Linked DNA regions of Sus scrofa: regions 1, 2, 4, 5 and 6 are each linked to region 3. The links are chromatin contacts, called in public Hi-C and targeted proximity ligation maps. All regions are on one chromosome and are shown on one strand. The core of a region is the stretch at or near the end of the contact, and the rest is flanking DNA. Distances in the headings are between cores, read along the strand shown. Region 1 overlaps LOC106510390 (a long non-coding RNA gene). Region 2 holds the start of SCAF11 (protein SCAF11). Region 3 holds the start of SLC38A2 (solute carrier family 38 member 2). Region 4 overlaps LOC106510390 (a long non-coding RNA gene). Region 5 overlaps LOC106510388 (a long non-coding RNA gene). Region 6 overlaps LOC106510390 (a long non-coding RNA gene).

Region 1 (4,236 bases), core at 526-3,025, 140 kb after region 3:
CTGTTCTTTTTATTTTGCCTTATTTTATAACAGAATTGTTGGTTGAGGAGTTCCCATCGTGGCTGAGTGGGAATGACTCTGACTAGTGTCCATGAGGATGTAGGAAGGTTTGATCCCTGGCTGAGTTGGAATGACTCTGACTAGTGTCCGTGAGGATGTAGGAAGGTTTGATCCCTGGCCTCGCTTGGTGGGTTAAGGATCCGGCATCGCCATGAGCTGTGGTGTAGGTCACAGATGTGGCTCAGATCCCGCATTTCTGTGGCTGTGGCGTAGGCAGGCTGGCAGCTACAGCTCTGATTTGACCCCTAGCCTGGGGACCTCCATATGCTGCAGGTTTGGCCCTAAAAACAAATGAACAAACCCCAAAACTGTTGCTTGAAATCTACCAACTTGACTTCACACAGGTTGAGACCCATAGTTGGAAAATCACTTCTTTCAGGAGTTTATATTTAGAAGTGTAACTTCTGTGTGTTTGCTACACTTTCCATAGAGGTTACACAAATTTAAGTTCCTTCTCAATAGACTCTAAGAGTCATGTCTCCACATCTCTGTCGTCACTTGGAACTATCAGAGTTTTATTTTAGCATATATATTTTTTTGCAATGCTGGATCCCTAACCTACTGTTCTGGGCCATAAATAGCACCTGTGTCCTAGGTTCCAGAGACAGCAGTGATTCCGCTGTGCCCTAGCAGGAACTCCAAGAACTGTCAGATTTTTAAACTTTTTCTAATCTGGAGGAGGTCGGGTTTTAACTTGCATTTCCCTGATGGATAGTTCATATATTTTTTTGCCTTTTAAATTTGCTTATTCATACCCTTTGTCCTTTTTTCAATTCAGTTTTCTTCTAAATCATTTTCCCCCCTTGGTTTATAAGAGTATTTTATTTATTTAGATAGAAATCAGTTGTCATTTTTATGGTTTGTAAATGTCTTCTTTCAGTCTGGGGTTTGCCTTTTTACGTTTATAGTGTCTGTTTATATTTAGAACTTTTCTATTTTAGTGTAATCATATTATGAATCTTTTACTGTGTGGTTTGTGGTTTTGTGTCTTAAAGACACAAGAGGTCCTTTCCCCAAGATCATAAAGATAGTCCCTTATGTTTTCTTCTAAAATTTTTGAAGTTTTACTTTCTTCAATAGATCTTCTATCCATTTGGAATTTATTATAAATTCCAAATTTATTTCCCCTCCTCCCACTAGTTATAGCATTTTTTCTCTCTTTTTATTAATATATTTTTTTGATGAGCCGAAGTTCATTGTTTATATAGATTTCCTTGGTGTTTACTTAATGTCCTTCTTGTAACCACTGCAAATAGAAGTTCCCAGGTCAGGGACTGGACATGCTCCATGGCAGTGACCTGAGCCATAGCAGTGACAACACCAGATCCTTAACCCCCAGAGCCTTGAGGGAACTCAACACCAACCCTATATCTTGACTTCCTTCAAAAAATTTTGTCAGTTATTGGTCTTTTGCTGCTCTGTATTTATTTTAGAGTCAGTTTGTCAAAGCTCTGTTGGGATTTTGATTTGGAATTGATAGATTAATTTGGGGAGCATCCACAGCTTCACAAAATCACCTCTTCTCGCCTGTGAGCACGTCATGAGTCGTTCAGTAAGTGAAAGGGCCTGGAGGAGAAGCCAGGTTGGTCAGCCTTTCATACCAGTTCTGTTTCCTCCTGCTGAACTTGGTGAGACTGATTATACAAGGGGGCAGGGCTGTGGAGCTCACTCTGCTTAGTGTCATAACCACGTCCTAAAGTGCCGGGCTGATTACCCTCCTTCACTTGCAGCATGCTCTGCAGCTGACTCAGGGGGCTGTTGTCATTCCTGCAGTCAAGTGCAGTCAGGCCTGTGTCTTCTTGGAGTGTGGCAATGACCTTCATCTGTAGAAGAGCCTTTTGAGTCATCCTGGGAGGAGGAGGGTATTTGAATTACATTTGTATTAATTACCTGGGGATTAAAAGTGAAAGTTGAAAAGAAGTTGGTGACACAGAGTACCCAGGCTCCTTTTATTTCACTTTGCTAACATGTTCCTTATGAACCTGAGCGATCACGAGGCAGTTGTTGGAGAGCTTGAGCAATCCCTTGAGGGACGGCATGTTCCTGTTAGGTGTGCTGCTTCTCTCCTGTCCTGGACAGGAGACACTGTCCTAGACATTGCTAGCTAAGCATCACCCTCTTTCCCAGTGAGCCTAGACAGAGTCTCAGAGCCTAGATGGAGTCTTTCAACATGGTGCTCCGGTGGGATCTACTAATTAATTGGCTTTGGAAATGAGAAGAAACCTATTTGCCACCCTTTTTCTATTTTGGTCTAGTATGTTTATAAGCACTTAAAACCGGGATGGATTCAAAATTGAGAGCTGCTCTGTGGCTTAGGACATTGGGGGAGCTCTGAAAGCCCCTTTGCCAAGAGGGAGGGAGAGGGGGTGGGATGTACTGGGAGTTTGGGCTTAGTAGATGCAAACTATTACATTTAGAATGGATGAGCAATGAGGTCCTGCTGTATAGCACAGGGAGGTATATATCCAATCACTTGTGATGGACCGTGATGGAAGATCATATGAGAAATAGAATGTATACACACACACACATATAATATATATGACTGGATCACTTTACTGTACAGCAGAAATTGATGCAACACTGTAATCAACTATAATTAAAAAAATAAAAAAAATTAAGAGCTGCTCTGTGGCTTAGAAAACTGGGGGAGCTCTGAAAGAAAGGGTCAGCCCCTTTGTTGAAAAGACAGGAGGTCTTGAGTGGAGGAGTCATCTGAATTTGCAATACCAGAGGTTTGGTTTTGATGTTGGGTTCAATAACAAAGTCCTTGTATGTGCCTAGAGGGAGCAGGAAGAACTGAGCTTTCCAGCAAAAGCAGTTGATCAGCAGACCAGCAAATGAACCAGCAAATGGTATTGGTACAGAAAGCAATGTCTGAAAACAGTTTTTCTCCAAGAATAATAAGGGACATTGCAGCCCTTGTGGGTTGGGCTTTAGGACAATTGTCATGTTAATTTCAGATACTATACCTATAAAAGGATAAATTCTCCAAGAAGATGTAACAATCCTCAGTGTATATGTGGCTAACTAAAGAGTCAAAATATGTGGGCACAAATGATAGAACCGTAAGGAGAAATAGATGAATCCATTATCATAGTTGGAGACTTTAACACTCCTCTGTTAGAAATGGACAGACCCAGCAGGCAGAAAATCAGTAAGGATATTGCTGAACTCAACAGCACCATTAATCAGCTGGATAGAATACATTTATAGACTATTCCATTCAACAACAGCAAACTACACATTCTTCTCCAGCTCATATGGAACATTCACCAAGAGAGACCACTTCTGGGCCATAATGCACACTTTAACAAATTTAAAAGAATAGAAGATATACAGTGTCTGCTCTCGAATCACAATACACTGGAACCCAACAGTGGGAAGATATCTGGAAAATCCCCAAATACTTGGAGATTAAACAATATGCTTCCAAATAACATGTAGGTCAAAGGAGACATTTCAAGATAAATAAATATAAGTGAAAATACAGTTTGTCAAAATTTGTGGGATGCAGTGAAAGCAGTGACTGGGGGGAAGTTCATAGTATTGAAGACATATATTACAAAGTAAGACTGTTCTAAAATCAATAATCTAAGTTTCTAGAAAACTAAAAAAAAAAAAAGCAAATTAAATTCAAAGTAAGCAGAAGAAAATAAATAATGAAATTTAGAGCAGAAATCAATGGAATTAAAAGTAAGACATTAAAAGAAAGTCCATGAAATGAAAAACTAATTCTTTAAAATGATCAATACAATTGACAAGCAAACTGAGGGGGAAAATAGATGCAAATTGCTCATATCAGAAATAAAAGAAGGGACATGGCTACATTCAGATCCCATGGACCCTAAAAGAATAATAAAAGAATATTATGAACAACTTGATACCTACCAATTTGATAGCCTAGACAAAATAGACTAATTCCTTGAAAGACTCAATCTGTCAAAAGACCCACAAGAAAAAAACCAACATGAATAGAAGTATATCTACTAAAGAAATTGAATCAATAATCATTAGCTTTCCAAAGTAGAGTGCCTCCAGCCCAAATGGATTCACTGGTGAACCCTATCAAACATTTAAGGAGGAAATTATATAAATTCTCCACCATCTCTTCCAGAAGATAGAAGCAGAGGGATACTTTCTAGCTTATCTTATAAGGACAGCATTGCTCTAGCA
Region 2 (4,334 bases), core at 1,348-3,847, 250 kb before region 3:
TTTGGGAAGAGCAATAAAATGATTCAAGATATTTAAACACTGGGCTGTACTTAGTGCTACTAACATTTATCACCATTCAGATGTAAAATAAGGTGCAAAGCTATTAATTTATTCTTTGGGACTAAGAATATAATTAAAAATTTTTATTTCATTTGGCAAGGTAAATCAAGATCCAATTTCACTTAAAGACAAGAGTAAATAATGGTAGAGTTTACTAAAAGGAAGTTACAACGAAAATCATTCAAACACTGACTATCACCTTTACGCCAGCCACTCCAGTTAGGTTTTATGACTATTTTTCACTGATGTACCTAAAAAAAGGTAGAGAAGTAGTGTAATACTGAATTCTCTTATTAAGATGCTACTGATGACAAATCAACATCATCATGTAACAGCCCTGATTCATCCCATCTCTGCTGATTAACAGCACAACTTTAAAGAAAACTGCCTAAGTATTGGTTAGTATCCAAAGGATTATGGGGAAGCTGAGTGACCCCTAAAGAGTTTCAATCTCCTGGACCCCCATTACCACCACCTAAAGGCATACAAAAAAATTCCCCTTAAAAATTTCTCCATGACACATGTTTCAGGCAGCATATTTAGGAACAATTTCCATTTTCTTTCACAGATTTCTTCCCCCTTAACATACTGAAGAATGTCTTTACAGAACAGTACATGAGTACCCTTGGAGTAAGCAGACATCCAAATCTTACACGGCCAAAATGTGAAGATGTACTCAAATTCTCAGGCAACAAAAGGTCACTATCTGAATGTAAAACTATATACTTGTAAGACCAAAATACATTATAGCAAAAAAGTGCAGTTACAATAAGCAGGGCTAATATTAAATAAATCCTTCACATTGCATAAACAAAACATAAATTCCAATTATCTTTGATAAAATAGTATCATGCAAAAAGAAATCCAGAACAATTTAAAAATTTCAATTCTTATGGACAGTAAGTTAAAACAAGAAAAACGAAAGTCCCATAAACTTTTAATTTCAGCTCTCAGCCAACAGCAAAAAAAAAAAAAAAAAAAAAAAAAAAAAAGATTAAGCCAACTGCCGAACAGGAAAGAGAAAGCAATGGTCTGGAAAGACACTTGATTATGTATCAAAATTTTAATGCCAACAAAACACAAAAACTAGCAGTTATTTTAAGAATGTGTTTCAAAATCCTGCGACTGAGGTTAAGTAGTAATATGCATGAATTAGCTTTTCTTTTAAAATGAAGAAACACCTTTTAAATACGCTTTTTCCAATATTCAGTTAATTTCCAAAACTGCAAAAATTTAAGAACAGCCTGTACTAGCCAAAGCATTATATTAAAAACTTTTTGGTCAGTTTGGCCTAAAAAATCTTAGCTCACAGATAGTATGATAAAGATGTCAAAATGAAAGCCAAAATGAATGAAAAAAGCTCAACTCGTAGGCACTATACGTAATACGGCACAGAAACACTTTGAGGATATTTTAAAATTCCACATTTGAATCTGAATGCTTTAATCAACTACTCCAAATCAGGCGCTTACTTTAACACAATTTTTCAAAATACGGGGGGTTGGGGGGGGGGCAAGACAGACATCCATTTGTAAGCAGCGTCTTTAAAGATTCAAAATTCCTTGTATCTGAGGAGGGACGCCTGATGGAGCTAAGTTTAGATCTCCTGGCCCTTTTGTTGTCAGCCCAGGAAACTGGTTTAGAAATTGGGGGTGGAAGAAGAGTTTGAAATTCAGGGCACGGGGTGACGCGGGTGCTCACAAGTGCGGGCTCTGCCCTGGTCGCGCACTCCGAGAGGTCACGGCGCAGTAAAGTTTGGTTTCACAAGCGAGCTTGGACGCTACCGACAAAAGCAAAGTCTCGCAAGTCAAGCGGGCGCGGGGGTCGGGGAGCGCCCGGAAGCCCAGCAGGACACGTTTCCACCGCGGGGAGGGGGGTGTCCGTGTGGCGACTCCGTCGCCGAGCCTCTAACCTCAACCCATTCCCCCAGGACCCCCGGGCGGGGACTGGTTCCGCCGACGGGAGGCGGGTAGGCCACAAGAAGGAAATGGGACGGGGTACCGACAGCGAGGCGGCGGCGGCCCAAGCGCGGCCTCCCTCGCCGGGTGGCGAGAGGCAAGGGGGGCCTTGCCCGCCGCAACCTCCCCCGCCTCCAGAGGCAGCTCCAACTTTCCTCCGAGCGCAGGACGCCGCCTGGGCCGCGCGGGATTCCGAAACTTTGTGCGCCCTCCCGCGTCGCCCCGGGCCCGCTCCCCCGCCCTGCGCCGGCGCGTAACCCCCACCCCGCCCGAGAGCGGCCCGCGCCAGTCCACCCCTGGGGTCGGCCGGTGTTTACCTCAGGCCGAGGTCGAGGCGCGGGGATTCCGGCGGCGGCCCCAATGCAGGTCCCTAGGTCCCCGTCACGCCGCCGCCAAGTTCCCCAACATGGACTCCTTCGTCCGCTTTCAGGTGTTCCGGGGGCCGCTGGGGCGCCGGCTCTGCTGGCTGGGGCGGGTGGCGGCGGCGAAGCAGGGAGCGGACCCGGGCTGCGCTGCTCCGCGCGTCTTGCGCCACCGCTGCTCCCCCTCCCCCGCTCCTCGCCGGGCCTCCTCCCTCCCCGTTCCGCGCGTCCCCTTCCCCCTCCCTCCCGCTCTGCTCCTCTCAGCTCAGCGGCGCCTCCACTGGTCGACGCGCTACGGTGGCGACGGCGGCGGCGGCGGCGGCGGCAGCGGCAGCAGGACGGTCGGCGCTTTCCCAACTCATTTGCTCGCTCTAGCCCTGCGAGCAAGGTCGCAGCAATCAACCGGACCGCAGGGGGGCGCTGGCAAACCACCCTTTGCGCCAGAGGAACGTGACGGGCGGAGTCACGTCCCGTGGCCTGCGAGCGGGAGGGAAAACAGCGGCTAGTGGCTTCTGGGAAACATTCTCAGTGCCCGGCTCTCCCCCCACGCCGCGGGCCCTGCGCATGCGCCGTGCGTGGAGCGCCGCTGCTGGCTCTGCTTTGGCAGCGGTACCGGGTAAGCTGTTTGAAACACAATGAAGTAGGCTCTTGGGGACCTGGACGTGCGGGGGTTTGCGCGGCATTTGCTATCCTCTCTTTATGGTAATCTGATATGAAGAGTGTTTGTTGTTTGGCTTTGGGTTGAGTGTTCACCCAGCAGCATTGCCCACCTGAACCGCATCTTGCGGGGAGGCTGAAGTGGCCAGAACTCGTTAGCCCACCTCTTCCCTCCAGGTGGGCTTTTTAAACAGGCCTAGGGGAGAAGTTTCCCACGTGACTCATCAAACTTAGGCATAGCCCCGTGTCTTAATTCCCACAACAAAAAATTAAACTTGATGATCCACTCGTTGGTTGATAGTGACAGGTAATGATTCACTCCAGCAAGTGTCCGAGTCCGCCTAACGGAACATGTGTGCCACTCCTTCTCCCTCCGGTCGTCAAATCTTTTGTTTTACCTCCAAAATACCTTTCAGACTTTTTTAAAGTCACTCTTTACCCGCATAGTTTCTCCCGGACAGTTTCCTCACGGCTCCTGACTGCTCTTCCTGCCCTCAGTGTCCACCCCTCTTCTACCAGCAGGTCCTGGCAGCGCCCCCCGCCCTGTCCACGCCACTGTCCTGCCATCACCCCCCAACCCCCGCACCGTGTGCTGGAGCTCTTCCCGGGCCGCCCCACCTACTTGGCTCACCCAAGTTTCAGCTGTAGCCACCTTGCCACTCACACTTTTTCGTGTCGTCTGCCCCCTTCCTTTATGTCCTCATTGCCCAGGATGACTTTTTCCTCCTCACTTTCTCGGGACCCTGCCGAATGGGCACCCCTCTGCCTCTCTCCTCCGAGGTAGCTGGTTGCCATGACCCTCCTCACTTCTCTGGCTCCCCCATCTTGTGCCTCGTGTTTGGTCTGTTGAGGGTCAGTCTCACACTGTGAGCACTGGGACAATGTCTTAATACCTTCTTAATAACAGCTCCTGGCACAGTGCCTGTTACTCAATTAAGGACTTGGTAAATAGTTGCTGAAGGAGTGTATGAATGGCAGGCTTGTCTCTCTTTTTGTAATTTATTATTTTTAAAATTTTATTGGCATGTAGTTGATTTGCAATGTTGTTGCAATGTTGTCTCTATTTTCAAAGTGAGGTTTTTTACAATGTATAGTTTTTGATATAAGCTTTGGGAATTTAAATGGGCTTTACCGTGTTTGGGTATTTGAAAGAATGATAATCTAGAGAAGTTTATAGCAGTACATTATAAAGAATATGATAAAGAATGACTTAAGAAAACTTTGCTTAAGAAATTATATGATATAACCAGATCAACAAGCATTGTTAGGAGCCATTCAACTGAATACAATGAGAATG
Region 3 (4,785 bases), core at 1,251-3,750:
ACCTCTAACTGGACCAAGCATAGCTTAAGCAAAATGTTCAAACTGTGCTGACAAATTTAGTCCTTTCTTTTACAAAGAAAGGACAATGAGGAATGAATAGATTTCACAATCCTTGAGGTCACTTTCAGCCTCAAGACTGATTCTACTTAACAGGGTTAGCTACAGTGTGGTTTAACCAGACCATGGCAGCCACATGGCTTTTGGACCATTTGCCTCCATACATCTAAATAAACTTTGTAAAATACTGATAGATTTTAAAAGCCACTTTAGCACTCTTGATATTATTTAACTCTTTATTAAAACAGCTAATCATCAAACACACAGACCCTATTAAGCATAAATAATTTCACAAGTACAAAGGTAAGATTAAAATGTTGCTTTCTCTTATGAAACAAAGGTGCCATTTTATCTCATGAAAATTCTGCACCATAATCACACTGGGAGCTTTTAAAAATTGCCTCCAATTTTCATACTAAGAGTTAGGAAGGGTTTCAAATACTTGACAATAATGCCATTCAAGCACCCCAAGGAAAAATTTGAAACTCCAGGGTCCTTTCTATGTAAATTCCTGGTGCTCATTCTTAGATTGCCAATAGCCTCACGCTAATGAAGTAATAAGCTGAGTGAATCCTAGCTTCCAGTGCTCAAAGCCATGCTTAACTTCAGTGTGGAATTTCATCACAAATTTCTTTTCTGCTGGGAAAAATAACTTGAGTAGAAGGCACCAGTTAGCTAACTAAAATACACCTGTAGCTAAAAGACAATGCCAGGCTACGTGTACGAGCAGTTTTTTTCATCCAGACAGTAAATCACACTATCTTCCACAGAAAGCACCTTAGCTAGGAGGCGGTACTAGTAGTCTTAGTAGTTAACGATACACACGTCACTGAAAATGTGTACGCAACTTTACACGCATTTTTCTTTTGTTTTCCTGGGAAAAGGTCCAAACTTTTCTACTATATTCTCTCCAAGGGTCAGTGACCCCCAAACAGTTAAAAACCACTGTTCTAAAGTACATAGTTCCAAAATTCTAAGTATTTATGCTGGAAAGTACAGGAATAACTAATTCTAACTGGGTAAGAAAAAAGAAAAAAAGCAATTCAAAGCGGATAGTTATTAAAATATTCCTCTTTTGCTGTGGCAATCACAAGGCCTGAAGAAATATGTATTAAAAAAAAAAAAATCACATATGGGTTGCTTTTCTGTGTCCAGAAGATTATGACTCACTTGTCTCAAAACAAACATGTTCCAGGTTAGGCAAATACCACCACACCCTATATATTTAAAAAAAAAAACTAGTTGTGTTCCTTATGTACATAAGGGGCCACAGGTCCTTGGGATGACTGTCAATTTACCAACTGACTTGGAGATACCATGTTTTTTAATACCTCTTGCTTCAGATTTTGCCAGAACAAAAATTCTAACTACCCAGGACTTATCAACAATTCTTTTTTAATAGCCAATCACTTTTCAATTTTAACTATTCCCACTGACTTAAACACTTTCAGTTTAATTATCAGTTTTGGATGTTGTCCTAATTTTTCCTCTCTAATTGGCTTTTTTAGTATCATGCAGCTAAATAGTAGAATAAAGAGATTTTTCTGAATTCTCATATTTTAAATTTCAAGCAAATGACTTTTAACTACTTCAACTGTAAATTCAGTCTCTGGAGCCAAAATATACGTTGTATCATATTAACTGCCCTGCATGGCAGACTCTCTACTTACACATACTTACATAAAAAGAGCAATTCCAGTATTAGCCATGGCATAAGAAAGCCCAAGGATTCCACTGCCCACAATCGCATTGCTCAGATTAAATACTGACATTCCAAAGGAAGTAGTACCTGGATGCTACATAGAGGGAAACGATAACCAAACATATAACAATAATTAAAAGGAGAAAAACCAGCTTTGGGCAAGTTAGATTTGAAATCTAAAAGTAAAACTATTCTTTTAGTCCATAAAGCCACAGAGATACAAAATATTGTTTTTAACTTACAAAGTCTGTTTCATACTTCTTCTTCCCCAAATTCGATTCAAGTAAAAAGTTCTGGTTTTCAGGATCTACATCTGCATAATGGCTGCAAAAAAAGAGAAAAAAATCCTAAATTGGGCTGAAAGATACAAAGGAATGCTTTAACACAAAAGCCCCCATCCCATTTAGCTGTCACACATCTTTATTTAAATGCACATTAACTAGGAGTCTTTTAACTGGAAGACTTTTACAGGATATCATGTCATTGCAATAAACCCCATCATCTCAAAAATTGCACAGTCTCTCCAAACGCTACAGTAAATTAAAGCAACAGAAGCAGAGTCCCAGGTAAAGAACCTTCAGTGTATATACAAGTCGTTTTTTAAAAAAGCACACAACTTCTCCCACCTTTTCAGAGCAGCTTGCTTGGTGGGGTAGGAGTAGTTGAAGTCGCTGTTGGAACTGTAGCTGCTGCTGTCCTCATCCGGAGAAATATTGAACCTTCCCATTTCGGTTTTCTTCATGCTGTGGAGCGACAGGAATCGGGAGCAGCAAGTAACGCCGGGTGCCTTTTGTCCTTGGCGATGCACGGGCCCGGGCGGCTGCCTGTGAAGGTAGAGGCGGCGCGTCAGGACTGCAGCGCCCGCCCGCCCTGGTCACGTGACGCCGCCGGGCGGCGCAGCGCGGCTGATTCATCCCTGGCCAGGCGAGTGGAAAAGTACCAGCCGAGCGCGAGGGGCGGGGGCGCGCGCGGAGGGGCGGAAAAGTACAGACCGCGGAGCCGCGGAGAACAAAGATGGTCCCACTGCAGCGCTGCGGCCTCGGAGGCCCGCGCCCTCTGAACCCCGCGGCCTCTCGCCACTGGAATTTAGAGTTTCGCCCTCTCCATTCTCTCCACTTTCACGGGAAGGAGTCTCTTGCTTTTCTCGAAGCCTCCTTGGTCATGCACATGCACGCAGGGCACACATCCCACCCAAACATTGGCTGGATGTGCAAGCAGCCCAGAGCCCAAGCGCAAAGCTCCCCGTGTCTGGCATTTGCAACAGCAATGCCGCGTCGTCCGTCCTTTCACTCCCGGAGCCCCCAGAAGGGGAAATGCCTCTGCGGCACACAGACTCAAAGCGGGCGAAAAGGGCTGACACGAGTGCTCCTCTCCCGAGAAGGGGAGGACGTCCGTTCGCGGGCTCGCAGAAGCGCCTAAGGTTTGTTTACACGCGCACGCCCGTGCCTTCGAGCACACCCGTCCACAGGCATTCGGCCCGCGAGCGCTTCGCCCGGTTGGCCCCTCCTATGCCCGGAAAGGAAACTGATGCAATATCGATCGCCGATTGTCAAACGTTCCCGGCTGCTCTTCCCCAGTCCTGGCCCCCAAGCTATACTAAAAACCCGAACCCTCCTCCGCCGCCCCCGAATTCCGGGACCCTTGGCTGTAATTGTTTTCATTAATTCAAATCAGTCAGAAGACTTGTCGCAGCGGAGCCGCGGGCCCAGCTGGCTCCCCTCCCCCTAACGGGAGGATGCGGTTCCGCTCCGGGCGGGCACGCGGCCCCTGCGTCGCGCCCCTCCCCCGCCCGGAGGAGGGCGGTGACCCTCGTGCGGGCCGGGGTCGAAGACTGGCCAGCAGACCGAAAACACCCTCCGCTGAAGCAAACCACCCGCAGCTGCTTTCCCGCCGCGGCCCCTCCCGGACGCCCCTCCCCCGCTCCGCCGGGGGCCCGCGCCCTTTGCACAGACGCCCCCGCGCGCTTTACCTCAGAGGTCTCGGCTCCTGTATCCCGGAAACAACACGCAAAGGCCTTCGGTGAGTTTTTCTCAGTCAAACAAAAATTGTAAAAAAACAAAAACAAAAACAAAACCCCAACAACAGACAGGAAAAGAATTTTAATTTAAAAAGGGAAATGGTACGTTGCCGCCCCAATCGTCCGGCGTCCGCCGTCTGAAAGGAAAGGCGCGAGTGTGTGGGAACGCGTGGTCGGGCTGCCGGCGGTGAGGCGAGGAAAGTGCTCCCGGACGGCGGCGTCGCGCGGCTCTGGAGCAGCCCGGCGAGCGGCGGGTTTTAGCGGCCGCCCGGGAGTACGCGTCAGTGGGCGGGGCCGCAGCCGCTGGGTGCCTGCTCTTTGTGTATCAACACCACCTGTGCTCCGCCCCCGGCCCGCCCGGGCCCTCGAAGCCCCGCCCCGCCGCAGCCGCGCCCCTCCCCCGCGGCAGAGGCGGGCGGTCCGGCCCACTGGCACCCCCCGCCACCGCCCCCGCACTGGCGAAGCCTACTGTGCAGGCTCCGGGGCAGTTTGGAGAGACCCCAGTGCTTCCCTCGCTCTGTTCCTTTCAGCCCCGATTGGTGCCCTAGACAAGGGGTTGTCTCTGAGAAAGGGTTCCCTTCACATTTCCTTCTGCCCGGGTTACCAGCAGCAGGCTCTGCTTTCTCCTCGAAGCTTTTTGGGGACACATCCCGCCCACCCAAACCTTTCCTGCCTGTTATTTTTGCGATTTACATGGGGGTTTTCTCTGGCAAAGTTGGGCCAAAGCAGCAATGTTGTCTCCATGGGAGGTTTCTGTTCTCGTTCTTTCTTCACCTCGTAGACCTGCTTTCACTCTTCAAAACTAGTCTGATTAGCTCGGTTGGCAGCTCCTTTTCGGGATATCCTTTTCGTGGGGACCCGGAAAACCCTAGTTAGGGCAAAGCTAGATCCTGCCCAGGAAGCCAGACCCCTCGGAAGGGATCCCTGGTGGGGGTCCCGCCTCTACCGAGGAGGTGTAGGAGGCCCGCGGTCCTCTCGCAGACGCATTTCACGCATTCCACCACCCCAC
Region 4 (4,658 bases), core at 1,783-4,282, 250 kb after region 3:
TTTGAACAGTTTCCTTGGTGTTGTTGTTATAAATAATCTAATTTCCCCCCTTAGATTGGTTTTTTGATCCTTTTGCTTTGAATTTTATATAATGGCCTAAGTTTGGATTTATTTTATTTGGTATTCATGATGCCTTCTGAATCTGATGACTTTTTTCTTTATCAATTCTGGAAACATTTTGTAATATTTCCTCTTGTCCAATCCCTCTGGCCTCTCTTCTCAGAACTTTTATTGGAGAATATCTCTTTTATGTTTCATTTTTTTCTTTTGCATTTTTCAACTTTTTATCTCTCTTATGACTTCTTTTTAAATGTCTTTAGATTTATATTCTAATTGACTAATCGTCTCTTCAGCTGTGTCTATTGTTTTAATCCATTCTCTGAATATTTTATCTGTTACTAGTTTTTTTATTTCTAGGAGTTCTATTTTAAATGTCTAACGTTGTTATGGAATCTTGTAGCATGCTTTCATTTTTTTTTTTTTTTTTGTCTTTTTTGGGGCCACACCTGTGGTATATGGAAGTTCCCAGGCTAGGAGAATTGGAGCTTCAGCTGCTGACTATGGCACAGCCACAGCAACACAGGACTCAAGCCATGTCTGCAACCTACACCACAGCTCATGGCAATGCCAGATCCCTTAACCATTGAGCAAGGCCAGGGATAAAACCCATGTCCTCATGGATGCTAGTTGGATTCGTTTCTGCTGTACCACAACAGGAACTCTTGCATGCTTCGATTTTGATTTGTGTTTTATTTCTTTTAGACAGATATTTTATAGTCTTTATCAAACAATGATACTATCTGAACTTTCTTAAGATCTGCCTTTTTCCTTATGATGGCTTTTTTCCTTGTGGTTTTAAAATGTTGGGCTTGTGAGCTCATTTTTGACAAGGCTTTATCCGTGAGGATTGTAAGGCCACTGTTGAGAATGGCTTCTTCAAGAGAAGTTTTGCATTTGTTTCTCCTATCAGTTTCTCAGGTTTTACCAACCCAGGGCCAGTTTTGCCTCCTTATTGTTCAGTTTTAGATTTCTTTTACTGGTTCCTGTGTATTTCTCTAATTTTCTTGTGAACTTATTTATGCATTTAAAAGGAGGTTATTAATATTTTATCTAACCTGTCAAGGATTTTGTTGTGGAAAGATTTTTGGTTTTTGTTTTTTAAATTTGTAGTCTGTCATATTCTCCCAAACAGAACCTCCAAGACAGTTCTTTTTCTTCTAATTTTATATTTTATAGATAAACACGCTTGAAATCTGAGGGTAGTTTCAGTAAAACTTCAAACTAGAGTGTACTAGTTATTCTGATCCTAATCACCAGTTCTACAAATTATGTTATTTCATTTGACCCTGGTACCATCTTAGCTTAGGTTCCATCAAAACTTGATCCTGAGGCAAGCATTTGGGCACAAGAGGTAATACCAGGCAGCACAGTGAAGGAGTGAGACAGATAAAAGAGGAAAGCCTAAAAGGTGTGTTAATAAGTGAGTTCCCACCATGGTCAGCCAGGGTTCAAGTCCAATGTGTAGAACATACCTTATAATTATCTCACCAAAGGCCAAAGGAAGCGTGGGTATCCAGCAACTCCCATACCTAATCAGCTGACAAGTGCTCCTGGGATCAGGAATTCCCTGGCAGTTTCAGCCTATCATGTGCATGGGCAGAGTATATTCCTGGAGTCACAGAAAGATGCTCCTGCAGCAAGGAGATGCAGATGTTTGATACAGGAAGTCAATGACCAGTACAGAAATTCTTTAGTGAAGAAGCTGCCTCTCTGACTTTAAGGTGGGCTGAGGGGATCTATATTTGCTTGTGTTCTACATTAAATTCATTTGATTCTCTAAACTGAAGTTTGTTCCAAGGATGTAATTGATAATTATTATCACCCTCCCCTACTACCATTTTGTATTTGCTCACCTTTGGCCAGAACTTTTGCCGGCCTAGGGAACTAGCCCAATGGAGTGATCTGGATCTTCATCTCCGAGGGGTCTGAGTCCTTAGTTACTGTGTCCTTGTCAGGCCATGGCTGCTATGGATGTCACTATGAATAGCAAACTAAAAGATGGCCCAGTGAAGAGTCATTCCCTTTTTCTATAGCAGCAAGCTTAGTCTCTCATGGTGATTGGAGTCAATTACTCTTACTCGTGTATCAACTCCTTTCTTCTTCCTACTGATCTACCAGTATGAGCCCAAATTATCCAAATGGTAAGTGTGATTTTAAATTTAGTAGGAATTTTGCTGTGTGCTTTGATTGAGGCATCTCATCTCACTCTTCTAGGAATCAGAACCTCTAATCCATGAGGGTGTAGTGTTTCAGTAACCAGAAGCATAGTGGATCCCTGGAAGTGACGGTTAAGAAAAAAAAAAAAAAAGTTATTTTCTCTTGATTTCTAGACCTATGTCTTCTAGCTATCAGGGACATAGCACCATATGTCGACCTTTGGCTCAACATAGATAGTACATCATCAAACATGACTATCACCCCACACAGAAAGGTGTTGTCTGCAAGCCAGAGGCCACGTCAGTGTTCTCTTAGGCCAGCAGCTTCCAGGTAATGTGCTGTATTATAGAACCAGTAGACACATGTCCATTGTTTTGTCCTCTTCTCCATAAAATTGATGTAGGGAGATAATATATTAGATCTTTTCTTGGTACCTCAGACACTCAGTGAGTCTTCAGATAATGGTGCTGGTAGAGGTACTGTGGTCAGAAAAGGCAAACATTTCCATATAGATTATGTATTATGTAGAAATTCTCTCTCAAAAAAGAATTGCTGCCCTATCCAGAGTGGAAAGATTTGATGTCTTCAGCTTGCCTCCACATGGCTTGTTGGTCTCTCTGATGGGGGTTCCTCATTGGTCTCTGCTGCTGCCAGGGGAGAATTTAAACAACAGCAGCACCTAGATCAGTTTTAATGAGAAGTTTGTGTGGTTAAGACCTATAAATAGTCATTATCCTTGTCACCATAGTTACTCTGTTCATGAACTCATTGTGCAAGCACTTGGGTGTCCCAGGACAGAAGCTGGCTGATATCCACTATGTGAGTCACCCTGTTCAACAGATTGTTCTGTGCTTCCTCAGAGATGGACAGGCACTTAATAGATATTGACATGAGAAAAAAAAAATCTGCACCCATTGTGGCTACTCCTAATGGTCTAACATGCCTCTTCCCCAGGTTTTCTTTTCTCCAGTATCCTCATCTTGCTCCTTCCAGATTCCTGACCCACCAGCCAAGTCATTTTTCACTGCCCATGAATTTATCCTTAGCTCAGGACATTTCTCCCTCCACACAAGGTCAATGACTAAATGTAGCATTAAAAGCTCTACATGCTGAGCTTTTCCTGTCCTTAAAGGTCACCGGTGTGTGAGACTTTAATGCCGCAGCCCCAGTCTTTTTTCTGCTTGTACCATCATATGTACTAATCTGCTTCATCTGTGACTTAGGCTTGAGTATTTCCCTCTTCATCTTCTCTGGGTTCAAGGAACCTCCAACAAGGCCACAGGTATGGGCTGAGGGAGAAACACTACTGTATCTGGGTAGGTGACATGTGGGAGGAAGCTATCTGTTTACATTTGATGCTTATGCCCCCTGAACCTGTTTGGTCTGATCCCAAATATATCTCTCATCAAACAATTGATTTCTTCTGTGCCTATCCAAATCTATGGCTCTAGGAATCTGATAACATCCAGATCACTATTGGAATGCTCTGGTTTAGAGCTATCTGATGTCTCATGACCAGGGGTGTCTACCCAGCATCATGCCTGAAGCTGCTTTTTGAATGGAGAGCAGTTATCTTTTGCAGACAGCATGAACTTGCTCCAGAACTCTGAATGAGTCTATGCTGAGACTTAACATTGGGCTTTGGCAGAAATTTCAACAGCATTCTTATTTTACTTCTGTCCCACAGGGGTCTTCCTGAGTGACAAGAGACCTTGTGCTCCAGACCGAATGTTTTGCAGAGCCCTTGATTGCTCCAGGTACCACTCAAAACTGGTAGTCTCTCTAGTCACCTGATAAAAGAGTTGGAGCTGTATTTCCAAATATGGTTTATGGTGTCTCCAAAAAGTTCTCCTAAGGACTGTGCCTTTCTTAGTAGTAGGAGGTATAAGGCACAATAACTTATCTTTCACCTTGGAGGAGGTTTCCTAAACAGGACCTCAGAACTTCACTGATTTAAAAAGCCCCTCAATGTTTGGAGGGTTAATAACCCTCCCTCACTCTCTGCCATGAATTTATCTTTCCAGGGCATAAAGACATTTGACCATTTCCTGCTAAGAGTCTTCACATAATGTCAGCAGTATAGCATGATATCCATATAGATTATGTATTCAGGGACCAGGTATTTAGGGACCAGGAACAAGATGAGCACATGCAGTTCACTGGACTCACTCTCAGGTAGATTTGGGATGGGACACTATTTATCACCTGGCCTCCACTTGCCTCATGCTAACAGGGAGACCATGATGGTATTTTGCCCACTATTATTACTGTAAGCTCAGTTCCTACATCCAATAGCCCTTGAAAGATCTGAGTAGTACCCTCCATAGGTCTCTCTGGGTGAGTGTTGGGGTATAACTATTGTATATACTTAAATGATGGCAATGCAGAGTTGTTCCTCAAAGGGAACTGTTCTCTTTTTCAATCTATGGGGTCCGGACCTG
Region 5 (4,590 bases), core at 1,797-4,296, 150 kb before region 3:
CCAGCTTCCCTGGTGGCAGGGACAGGGAATTCAGTATATTTGCTCCAGATGCAGTGCTTTGCTCATAGAAATATAGAGTTTTCCTTTCTCCAGCATTAGTTTCTGTTTTAATTAAAAAATAATATGTGAACATTGTAAGCATTTATGTAGCACAAGAGTGAACACTGAGGTGTGTCTGTTTCTACAACTTCCTTCCAGAGGCATTTACTAGAAATTTCTCTCTCTCTCTCTCTCTCTCTCTCTATATATATATATATATATATATATATACATATATATATGTGTGTGTGTGTACCTTTTGTTTCATATAAATAGGAATATCCTAAGTATCTCATCTGTAGCTTTTTAAAATTCATGTATCTTAAACGTAGTTCTATCTGAACACAAATAGATCTAGCTCATTGTTTGTAATGACTTTCTAGCATCCCAAGCAAGGTTGGGCCATAATTTATTTAACCAGTCCCCTATAGGTGGCCACTCAGATCATGTCCAATCTTTTGCTTTTACAATGGTGAAATGAACATCCTCATACATTTTTCTTTAAGGACATGTGGGAGAAAATATGTAAGATTAAAATTATAGCAGTGGAATTGTTCTAAATATATATGTGTCATAATGCTCATTGAACCTTAGATTTTTTAGTTAGATAATATTTTAGAAATTACATAATTGACTTTCAAATAGTTACTGCATACTGAATGACTTTTGCAGAGAATCATTTAAACATGCAGAGACAAAAATACTAATAAGTATGGAAAAGGTTTACAAATTGATTTGACATTTATTCCAAATAAGATAAACTTGGATTAAAATTAATAAACTGTAAAGTGGTAGCCAAAGACCACTGAAGCTGTCATACACTGGTTGAGAAGCAGCATTTGAGTGGTTAAAATCAGGGCGTTGGAAACCAGACTTTCCTGTGTTGGAATCCATGGTATACCTCTCCTTAGCTATATGACTTTGGGCAAATTTACTTAACTTCTCTGGGTCTCAGCTTCCTCATTTTTAAAATCCTACTTCATAGGGTTGTAATGAGAATGAATGACTACATATGGAACACTTAGAGCGGGATTGTATAACAGTATATATAACAGTAACTGTTAGGCACTAGGTTAGGTGTCCTTAGAATGACAGTGGTGAGGGAGGAAAGAGTTACCAAATGAACTCATTGGTAACATATTCACAGACTAGAGAACTGAAATGCAAGAGTGAGATTGGGAAAAAATAGATATAAAAGCATGTTTATCTGTGGTGTTCATTTGACATAGCTGGAGAATCTTTGCCTTTGTTTTCCAGGAAACACAATTGTTCTTGGCTCTATTTTAGAGGATGCACATGGCTCAGTACAGGATGAGACTGATTTTGGCAAATGAATGGAACATTGGAGTGTTCAGTTTTAAGGCTTAATCAATTAAGCCATTCATTAAACATCCTAATACAACAATACAAGAAAATGATTGTTTAGAGTGTTGAATGTGATTTTTGCCGCTTGAATCAATTGCTTTGTTCCATTCATGAGAATAGCAGAAATTTTTAACAACATTATATAGTGTTTTTCATTTTTGAAGAACTTAAAGCTTGCATAATTTTATATAGTGTTGAGTAAAACCATTAAACAGATGTATTTGATCCACATGTGTTTACCTATAAATGCCATACTATTAATGGTCCCTTAAATTTATGTAGTGATGATAACAATAATTCTGTACATTTGCATAGTGCTTAAAATTCCTTTACAAATTTTTCAATTTTCGAGGACTGGGTCCATTTTTTTTTTCATCATATGCTCCTTTAACCTCTATTCTTGAAAAAATAAAGTAAGAAATTGGGACACTAAACTTCTTTAACATTAGTTTAAAGAAAAAAATACTTTTCTATTGCAGAGGAAACATATAGTCAGGAGGAAGTATAAAATTAATTCCTGTTGTAATAGTAATTGCATGATAACATTAGCTGTAAAAGAAATCATGTGAGAGTCTGATACCATTAAAATTAGTTGATTTCAGTAGGACACAAATGGTACGGATCCTTTTTGGTGGTGGGGAAGAAATTTGTCTTTTCCTGAGAGGTTTTACAGGTGAAAATAAGGCAGAAATCACGTTTTGTTATTAAGCTATTTAGAAATGCAATTTCTGCCTTATTTTCACCTGTAAAACCTCTTAGGAAAAGACAAATTTCTACCAGCTAAAAGAAAAACAACAAAACCTTGTCATTTAATTTTTTCATTGCACAAACTATAGGATTCCAGATGGTGGTGCTGTTTTCATGAAAGAAAACATTTCTATAAATCTGTTTCTTTTTTAGAGATAAATGATTATAATTGCTCTTTTATTTGCAAATTGAGCTGTTAAAGCAACAATGCCATACAGATACAATTTCTCTTAATCTTTAAAAAGCTACTGCTTTCAATTTGGGATTATTTTAATCTATAGTGATTAATCAGCAACGTGCTTAGCAAAAAGATAGTGGTATATTTATTTATGGCAGGTAGTAACATAAAAATGTGCATCATCATTCTTTATATTTGAAAAGCAAAATGTGCAGAGAATGCTCTTATCTTTGCAAACCACAGTGCTATATTAATGAAGATTAAAAAAAATACCTATAGAAAAGGTACAAAAATTTAAGGTGGTTAAAATGGCAATATTATTCAAATTCAAGGAAGCAGACTGTTAAAACCACACATTACATAAGTCCCAACAGTACTGCTTTTTAGATAATGTTTTGTTGTTATTTGTTTTCTTCAATTTTGCCTCCTTGATGTGAGAGTCATAAGGAGAGAAAAGTGTTTATGTATTTTTATTTTTAAAAGAAAATTCCTTTCTTTCTATAAAGCTTTCGATCTGAAATAATTCCTAAATACCTGTATTTGTCTCTCTGAATACCTGTGGATGCTTAATGGGAAAAACATTACCATGTATTTACTTAAATTAGAGAAATACCAATGTTTCTCGCAGAAGATCTGCAGCAGTTCTGTGTCTGGGCAGAGAGTTGTTTCTGGTGTGGAGATTGTCCCTGGCAGAAGCCCATTTTAAAATGAGGACAGCTGGGACTTGGGCTGAGTAAATTGGGCCTTGCTTCTCTGTGACACCTCAAGGAGAAAGTTAATGACAGGAGCTGAGCTCTGCTGGAATAAAAAGATAAGATGACCATTTCAATCCACTTCTGGCATCAAGGAGACCTCCCCAATTACACGTGCACAGAAAGACTCCTAGGGGTCAGAAAGGGAGGGTACCCCAAGCCATATTAAGTCCCGATAACCCCAGAACACTTTGCTCTGGAACCCATCTTGCCCAAAGTGCACACATATCAGAGAGGGCCCTGGGTCCAGTCAGGTGTGAGAAACAAAACAAGATAATTGGCCTAAGGAAAGCAAAGACCCAGAAGAACTGTCCTATGTAAGTGATTTAAATCACCTCTCTGGCACACTCCTCACTGAGGACCCCCTCACCTGAGCGCCTCCGTTGGGTGTGTATTACCACTTTGCTTCTGCCTTAGATAAACAGACTACTTCTCTGTGTGCTCTCCCACCTGGTATACTGTATAAACCGGTACAGGTATAAACTTTATACCTGTTTTTACAATCGTCGCCTCCTTAAAACATTCTTCCTTTCAACAGGGAGCAAGAATCAGGGCAATTCTACTTTCAGCCTCTCTCCTGTCTAGTGGCTAGGCTTCTTGGGCCTGCCCAGGTTCAATTCCTGAGCAGAGAATTAAGATCTCACTTCAAGCCATCACTCACTGCTGTCTCTCCGAGATCACTTAGGCTTATCTCCTCCTGATTGCAGGACAACTGCTATAACCTAGGTGTGCCTCATTAAATAGAAGAAGAGTCATTTCATTCCTTGAGTTATTTGTAAGGAAAATCTTTCCCTGAAGGACCACTACCCCAACCCCAGCAGACCTGCTTTCATGTATCTTGTATTTTTAGCCATGTACAGCACATGCTCATGCCTAAACCAGGATTGGCTTAGATCAATAAAAATTCACCTCCTGGAGGTAGAAAGGACCCAGATATCCAAATCTCAATGAAATTGGATTCTATTAGCAATAAAGAATGGGAAGAAGGAATGACAGTTTTGTAGGCTACCAACGGGGCCAGCCATGTTGGTAAATGGTGATTATTTGATATCACCATGCCCATAGGCTAGGATCAAAAACATATTGCATGGCTATTAACATCCTGTACCTCTAAGAGATGTCATTGATTAACAATGATGTGGCTCTTTAATGAGTCACTTATTCAACATCAGATATTACTTTTTTTTTTTTTTTTGCAAGAATAATACAAATAACTCCACCACCACCTCCAATTTGGGCTTAAATTGCCAACATGATGCCCCTTTACTCACAAATATTTAAGAAAGTAATTCCTACAAACATGGATATTCTTCTGCAGAACTACAATACATCCATCAAAATCAAGAAATTAACACCAGTACATTATTACTTCCATCTAATTCTCAGAAACTTTTAGAAGTTTAAATTAGGACTGACTTTACCTCTTGTCCCAATAATGTTTTTTATAACTATAGGAACCAATTCAAGATTGTGTGTTGCATTTAGTTGTGGCCTTCAATTGGGAAGAGT
Region 6 (4,845 bases), core at 1,484-3,983, 220 kb after region 3:
AGACTTACTACTTTGACAACTGAGTGATTCTGTTAACCGGCTAACTCTGGAAAGCACTTTAGTCAATGGGAAGGAAAAAGGTAATATGGGGAGTTTGGTGAGATAAAAATGTTAAATTATTTTCTATCACTAAGGTTGTTTTTCTTACCTTAATTAGGATTTGCCCATATATCAATTCTCTCTTTTTTTTTTTTTTTGCATTTTCAATATCACAATACCTGGATTTTGTGCTTTGTCCAGGGAAAATAATTTTAAGCCCTCACTTTTTTAAAGCTAAATCAGAATACTATCAGTTGCCTTATTTACCTGAATTTAACAGACATATGAAATTTAATCCCATGGGCAGCATGCACAACCTTCTGACATTTATTAATTCGCTGAAAGGTGAGTGGAGAAACAGCATTGCTGCTGCCCCCGTGATTTTAGGGATTATCTCTGGTCGACAACTGGCTTGAGCCCTAAGGCTTTTTAGGTTGTTGTGTTTGTCTAGACAGGTCAGGGGCGAGATAGCATCATTCCCACCACGCCTGATTTAACTTGGCCTTGGATGATACCACAGATGGGGTTCGAACCTTTCACAATAGATTACATCAATTTAACCATTATTTCAAGATCTTATCTTTTTGTTTGAACAGCTTAGCTCCAGAGATAACATTTTATAGACCCATGCTCCTTCTAAACAAATGTCACTGTCATTTGGACCTATTCTGATGTCTGTCCCATAGACAATGGATTTTACTGAGTCATCCTTAGTCTGGTCTCTACTGATCCTCACAAGGTTATTTGTTCCAGAGCTGGGGCCACCAGTGAAATCTCTGAATCTTGGCCACTGAATTTATCTGTGTAGAGCAGACCAGAGCAGACAGGGATGAAGCCATTCGCAGGACCTCTTCACCACCATGCCAGCAAGCTCAGGCTTAGACTGAATTAGGGTGGTTAATATACAGGGCAGGTTTGGACTTTAGTTTGGACTTTAGTTTGACCCTAATTACATGGTTAGGATAAAATATACTTAGGTAGGATAAAATCTCTAATGTAACGTCCGTGGAGGTTACTAGCTGATTGATAAAAGAGTTTTGGCTAGTCCTTTCACCCAGACCTCTGAACAAAATATAGGGATGGGGCTGGGTTAGGCCATGGCACTTGGGGTCCTGGTGACAGGGTGTCAACTTTTCACTGTTGAGATCAAGTCCTTTCCCTACTTCTTATCTGGCAGCAGAGAACAGCTCCCATGGGCCAGTAGAGCCAGAGCAGTTCGGAAAGTCAAAATTTAATATGTTTGGAGTGATAAGAGCCAATGTAGACAATTTGAGCAAAAGATTATTTTCTTTGAATATAGACTATCCGTCCAAGAAGACTCAAATTTTGTGTCTGGCTGTGCTATTTTGTTTGGGCTGGCTGACTTCTAGGTTCTGTTTATCCCCTTCTCCAAAGTAAAAATATTGATAGTATGAAGTCAATGAGATGGTTAGGGGAAAGGGATGGATGGGGTGATAGCAAGCAGATTCTGAGGGTCTAGAAACATCCTGCTGCTTTGGGAGGACTTGGACACAAAATGATGTCTCCCAGGAAAGTGAGGCATCCTGGGTGGCCAGTGGAACTCTCCACTTCTGTTCTGTCTGTTGCTCCCCTCAATAGTGGCAGAGGGTATGCCACGCCACCTTGAATGAAGTGTCACAGGTGTACTTGCCTCTTGGCCAGGAGTACATTCTGGCTCTCACTGGGTTTCCTCTTTTCACTGATGCTCCCCAAAGCTGAGACTTATCGTGTACCCCAATCCCAGGACCCAGAAGATATGCCAGGATGCTTCCATCTAGCCCAATTCAGTCCTCAATAAAAACCTGAGCTTAAAAGAGGGATGGCCTCTGTACCAGCAAGCTGTACACTTGATATGGGAGGTAAGAAATCTGAGGGCATTCCTCAGATCTGCACTGGATTTGGGCTCTCCACTTTCAAAGTGCTGATTAATTATGTGCTACATTGCACAGCTTATGATAACACTCTCCCACCTAAGTAATTCAAGAAGATCGAGTTCCATGTATTGAGGGTAGGAGAGGCTGCTGGAACCTCCTTGGCCTGGGTTCCTCTTTCCCCTAAAAAAACTTACCTTAGTCACTCTCCAGGTGCTTGCCACTCATAGTAATGAGATCTGGGCTGGTCAGCCAGGTGTGGATCGGCCCCCCCTCCCTTTCTCCACTCACTCCAGTCTGCTCTTCCAAGTCCAAGTCCATTTAATTTAATTTATTTTAATTGAAGTGGAGTTGATTTACAATGTTGTGTTAGTTTCAGGTGCACAGCAAAGAGATTCAGATATATATGTATATAAATACACATAAATACATGTATATTCTTTTTCAGATTCTTTTCCATTAAAGGTTATTACAAGCTAGTGAGTATAGTTCCGTGTACTATGCAGTACATACAGTAGGTCCTTGTTGTTTACCTCTTTTATACATCACGGTGTGTATCTGCTAATCCCAAACTCCTAATTTATCCCTCCATGCCCTCCCCTCCCCCCGCCTTTACCCTTTGGTAATCATAAATTTTTTGTTTCTTCTATCTGTGAGTTTGTTTTTATTTTGTAAATAAGTGTGTTTGCATCATTTTTTAAGTTTCCAGTTATAAATTATATCATATATTTGTCTTAACTTCACTTAGTATGACAATGTCTAGGTCTATCCATGTTCCTGCAAATCAAGCCCTGCATTTTAGAGTGGATGCTTGTGGTTTTCCCTGCACTGGCCATGACTGTGACTAATGCTGGGGCTTGGCATCAAGAGGACCATGGTTCCTATACAGTGAATTGCCTTCTCGAGGCTAGTCTTCTTCAGTAATGAAGCTGATACCTTTAAAATCTGTAACTCCCTTACTCTTTTGCCTTACCCCTCATTTGGTATAGAGTTCAGGTGGAAAAACAAAAGAATAGTTGACCCTCCATCTCCGTAGATGCAGAACCCACAGACTCAGAGGGCTGACCATACTCTGCCATGTTATATAAGGGACTCAAGCATCTGTGGATTTCGATATTCATGGGGGTCTTGGAATCAATCTCCTGATATTAAATAGTCTGATACTGATATTAAAATAGTCTCCTCTTAGGAAGTTCACAGGGCAGTGGGGGGAAGTGGGTAGATAGAAATAGAAGCAAAATGTTGTGAATTAGTGGAGGGCAGTGTAGAGTAAAATTCGAGATCTCACTTCTGGATTCATTTAACCTTGGCTGCATTCCCAGAGGTACCACTCACTAGATGAATGATCCTGGGAAGGTTCTTTATTTCAGTGGTTCAGCTTTCCCTTCTGTAAAAAGGGGGAAGGAATTACCACCTCACAGGGTTGTAAAATTTTAGTGAGATGATATATGTATGTAAATTGATTGGCACAAATCTGAGCACACAGAAAACATCAGGCTTTTTGGCCACTGTTAATTATTAAAAGTATTGTACTATGCTGTGGAATCAGGGAGGGGCACTGACTCTTGGTGTGAGTATCTTATCTACAAAGAGGAGAAAATAAGTCTGCCCATAACATGGAGTGACAATAAGACAAGCAACCCCAGATTGTACCTAATATATGTTTTCTGAGCTTCACTCTGTAGGTTAAGTTTGCTTTTCGTCAATAATAATTTGTACTAATTGAGTGGTAACTGTTGTCTAGACTAGCTTCAGTTAACAGACAGAGGGAAGAGCCATCACTGAAAAAGGCACTGATCTCTTTGTTTCCTGAGTAACCATTTTCCCAAGTGCTAAAAAAAAATAGAAGAGAAGAAGAAAGAGAGAAAGGAGAAGAGAAGAAAATGGAAGAGAAAGGAAAGGGAGAGAATGAAGGAAGGGGAAGAGAACAGAAAAGAAGAAAAAAGTATAGATTCAGTTCCTTCCCACAAATATGGCTATGTATATTTTGCAGTAGTATCACCAACGTAATGAAATTAATTTATGGATGTATAATAATTCAAAACTGACCAAGGAAGTCATATCCCAGATTAGGATGGACAGAGTACAGGTGGAAAGAGGGTTATGTATAAGAGAAGAGGGGGAAACTCTTATGAAATATAGGAAAAGAGAGAACTCTACTACCATTCTCCTTTACTTGTATACTTCTGCTAAGATGTATGGAATCTTGCCCTCACAGTCACAAACACATTTCCCCATCAATGGCATCTCTGCAGGAGATTTAGTCTTAGGAGATAGCAGTTTTCATATGCAGATCTTGCTCTTATTTCAATGTTCTAGTACTTCCCCAATTTTGCAGTGGGAAGAAGGCCCTGTTGCACTCCTCTTGGTTAATCCCAACAGCCAGCCACCTACTTATGACCTCACCCCTGCCATCCTCCCCAGCTGCCCTAATCCTACCTCCTTTGTTCTGCAACCATGACAAACATGCTTGTCCTCAACATGCAAGCTCCCTCTGCCAGGAACATTCATCCCCAGACCTCCACACTTCTCACCCTGTCACTCCTTTTAGGTCACTGCCAAGGTCCTCTTACTGGAGAAGCTTTCCCTAACCATTTCATCCAAAATGGGACTCTCCGTTCTCCCAGTATGCCCCTTCCTCTTGCCCTGCCTCCATAACAGTAATCGCTATCTGACATGGTAGGCATACACGTGTTTAATTGTTGATTATTGCTTTCCTTCTGTGTTAGGTTGGGTTTCCTAGAAGCAGAAGTGGAGCAAAGAATTCAAATGCGTATTGAGGGAATGCTCTTCCAGAAAAACACCTTGAGGGAGGAAGTGAAGCAGGAGAGCAGGAGGGGAAGCAGCCAGGAAGATGTTGTTTCAGGGAAAGGTTAATCTTGGCAAAGAATTTTTTGGTCCATTAATTACACTTGGAGACAAGGGGCCAGTCCTT

What was found. A called contact is a pair of places that touch in the nucleus more often than the background predicts.
Region 1: a Hi-C map of embryonic fibroblasts shows a contact between it and region 3, with 1.9 times the contacts expected there. A contact is called at or near these places in 4 of 47 Hi-C or Micro-C datasets (embryonic fibroblasts, fetal heart ventricle, heart right ventricle and 1 more) and 2 of 2 datasets of targeted methods (alveolar macrophages and skeletal muscle).
Region 2: a contact with region 3 is called in a targeted proximity ligation map of alveolar macrophages. A contact is called at or near these places in 2 of 5 promoter capture datasets (fetal liver and liver), 3 of 47 Hi-C or Micro-C datasets (brain, embryonic fibroblasts and liver) and 1 of 2 datasets of targeted methods (alveolar macrophages).
Region 4: a Hi-C map of skeletal muscle shows a contact between it and region 3, with 4 times the contacts expected there. A contact is called at or near these places in 2 of 5 promoter capture datasets (liver and skeletal muscle), 3 of 47 Hi-C or Micro-C datasets (fetal heart ventricle and skeletal muscle) and 1 of 2 datasets of targeted methods (skeletal muscle).
Region 5: a targeted proximity ligation map of skeletal muscle shows a contact between it and region 3. A contact is called at or near these places in 2 of 5 promoter capture datasets (liver and skeletal muscle), 17 of 47 Hi-C or Micro-C datasets (adipocytes, blood, brain and 9 more) and 1 of 2 datasets of targeted methods (skeletal muscle).
Region 6: a contact with region 3 is called in a Hi-C map of embryonic fibroblasts, with 1.8 times the contacts expected there. A contact is called at or near these places in 3 of 5 promoter capture datasets (fetal liver, liver and skeletal muscle), 4 of 47 Hi-C or Micro-C datasets (embryonic fibroblasts, omental adipose tissue and retroperitoneal adipose tissue) and 2 of 2 datasets of targeted methods (alveolar macrophages and skeletal muscle).

Annotation. Positions count from the first base shown.
Region 1 is chr5:77,259,861-77,264,096 of Sscrofa11.1, forward strand. All of the region lies in intron 4 of LOC106510390 (a long non-coding RNA gene), which reads left to right. Among named protein-coding and RNA genes, the nearest start is that of SLC38A2, 140 kb to the left of the region's middle.
Region 2 is chr5:76,874,054-76,878,387 of Sscrofa11.1, forward strand. It overlaps SCAF11 (protein SCAF11), which reads right to left and starts at 2,598. Exons shown (of 15, transcript XM_021092989.1): 1 at 2,336-2,598.
Region 3 is chr5:77,123,643-77,128,427 of Sscrofa11.1, forward strand. It overlaps SLC38A2 (solute carrier family 38 member 2), which reads right to left and starts at 2,501. Exons shown (of 15, transcript NM_001317081.1): 1 at 2,386-2,501; 2 at 2,002-2,083; 3 at 1,738-1,853. The coding sequence starts at 2,501.
Region 4 is chr5:77,376,454-77,381,111 of Sscrofa11.1, forward strand. It overlaps LOC106510390 (a long non-coding RNA gene), which reads left to right. Exons shown (of 13, transcript XR_002344176.1): 8 at 3,905-3,974. Among named protein-coding and RNA genes, the nearest start is that of SLC38A4, 110 kb to the right of the region's middle.
Region 5 is chr5:76,975,710-76,980,299 of Sscrofa11.1, forward strand. The region is part of intron 2 of LOC106510388 (a long non-coding RNA gene); the gene reads left to right. Among named protein-coding and RNA genes, the nearest start is that of SLC38A1, 99 kb to the right of the region's middle.
Region 6 is chr5:77,342,273-77,347,117 of Sscrofa11.1, forward strand. All of the region lies in intron 5 of LOC106510390 (a long non-coding RNA gene), which reads left to right. Among named protein-coding and RNA genes, the nearest start is that of SLC38A4, 140 kb to the right of the region's middle.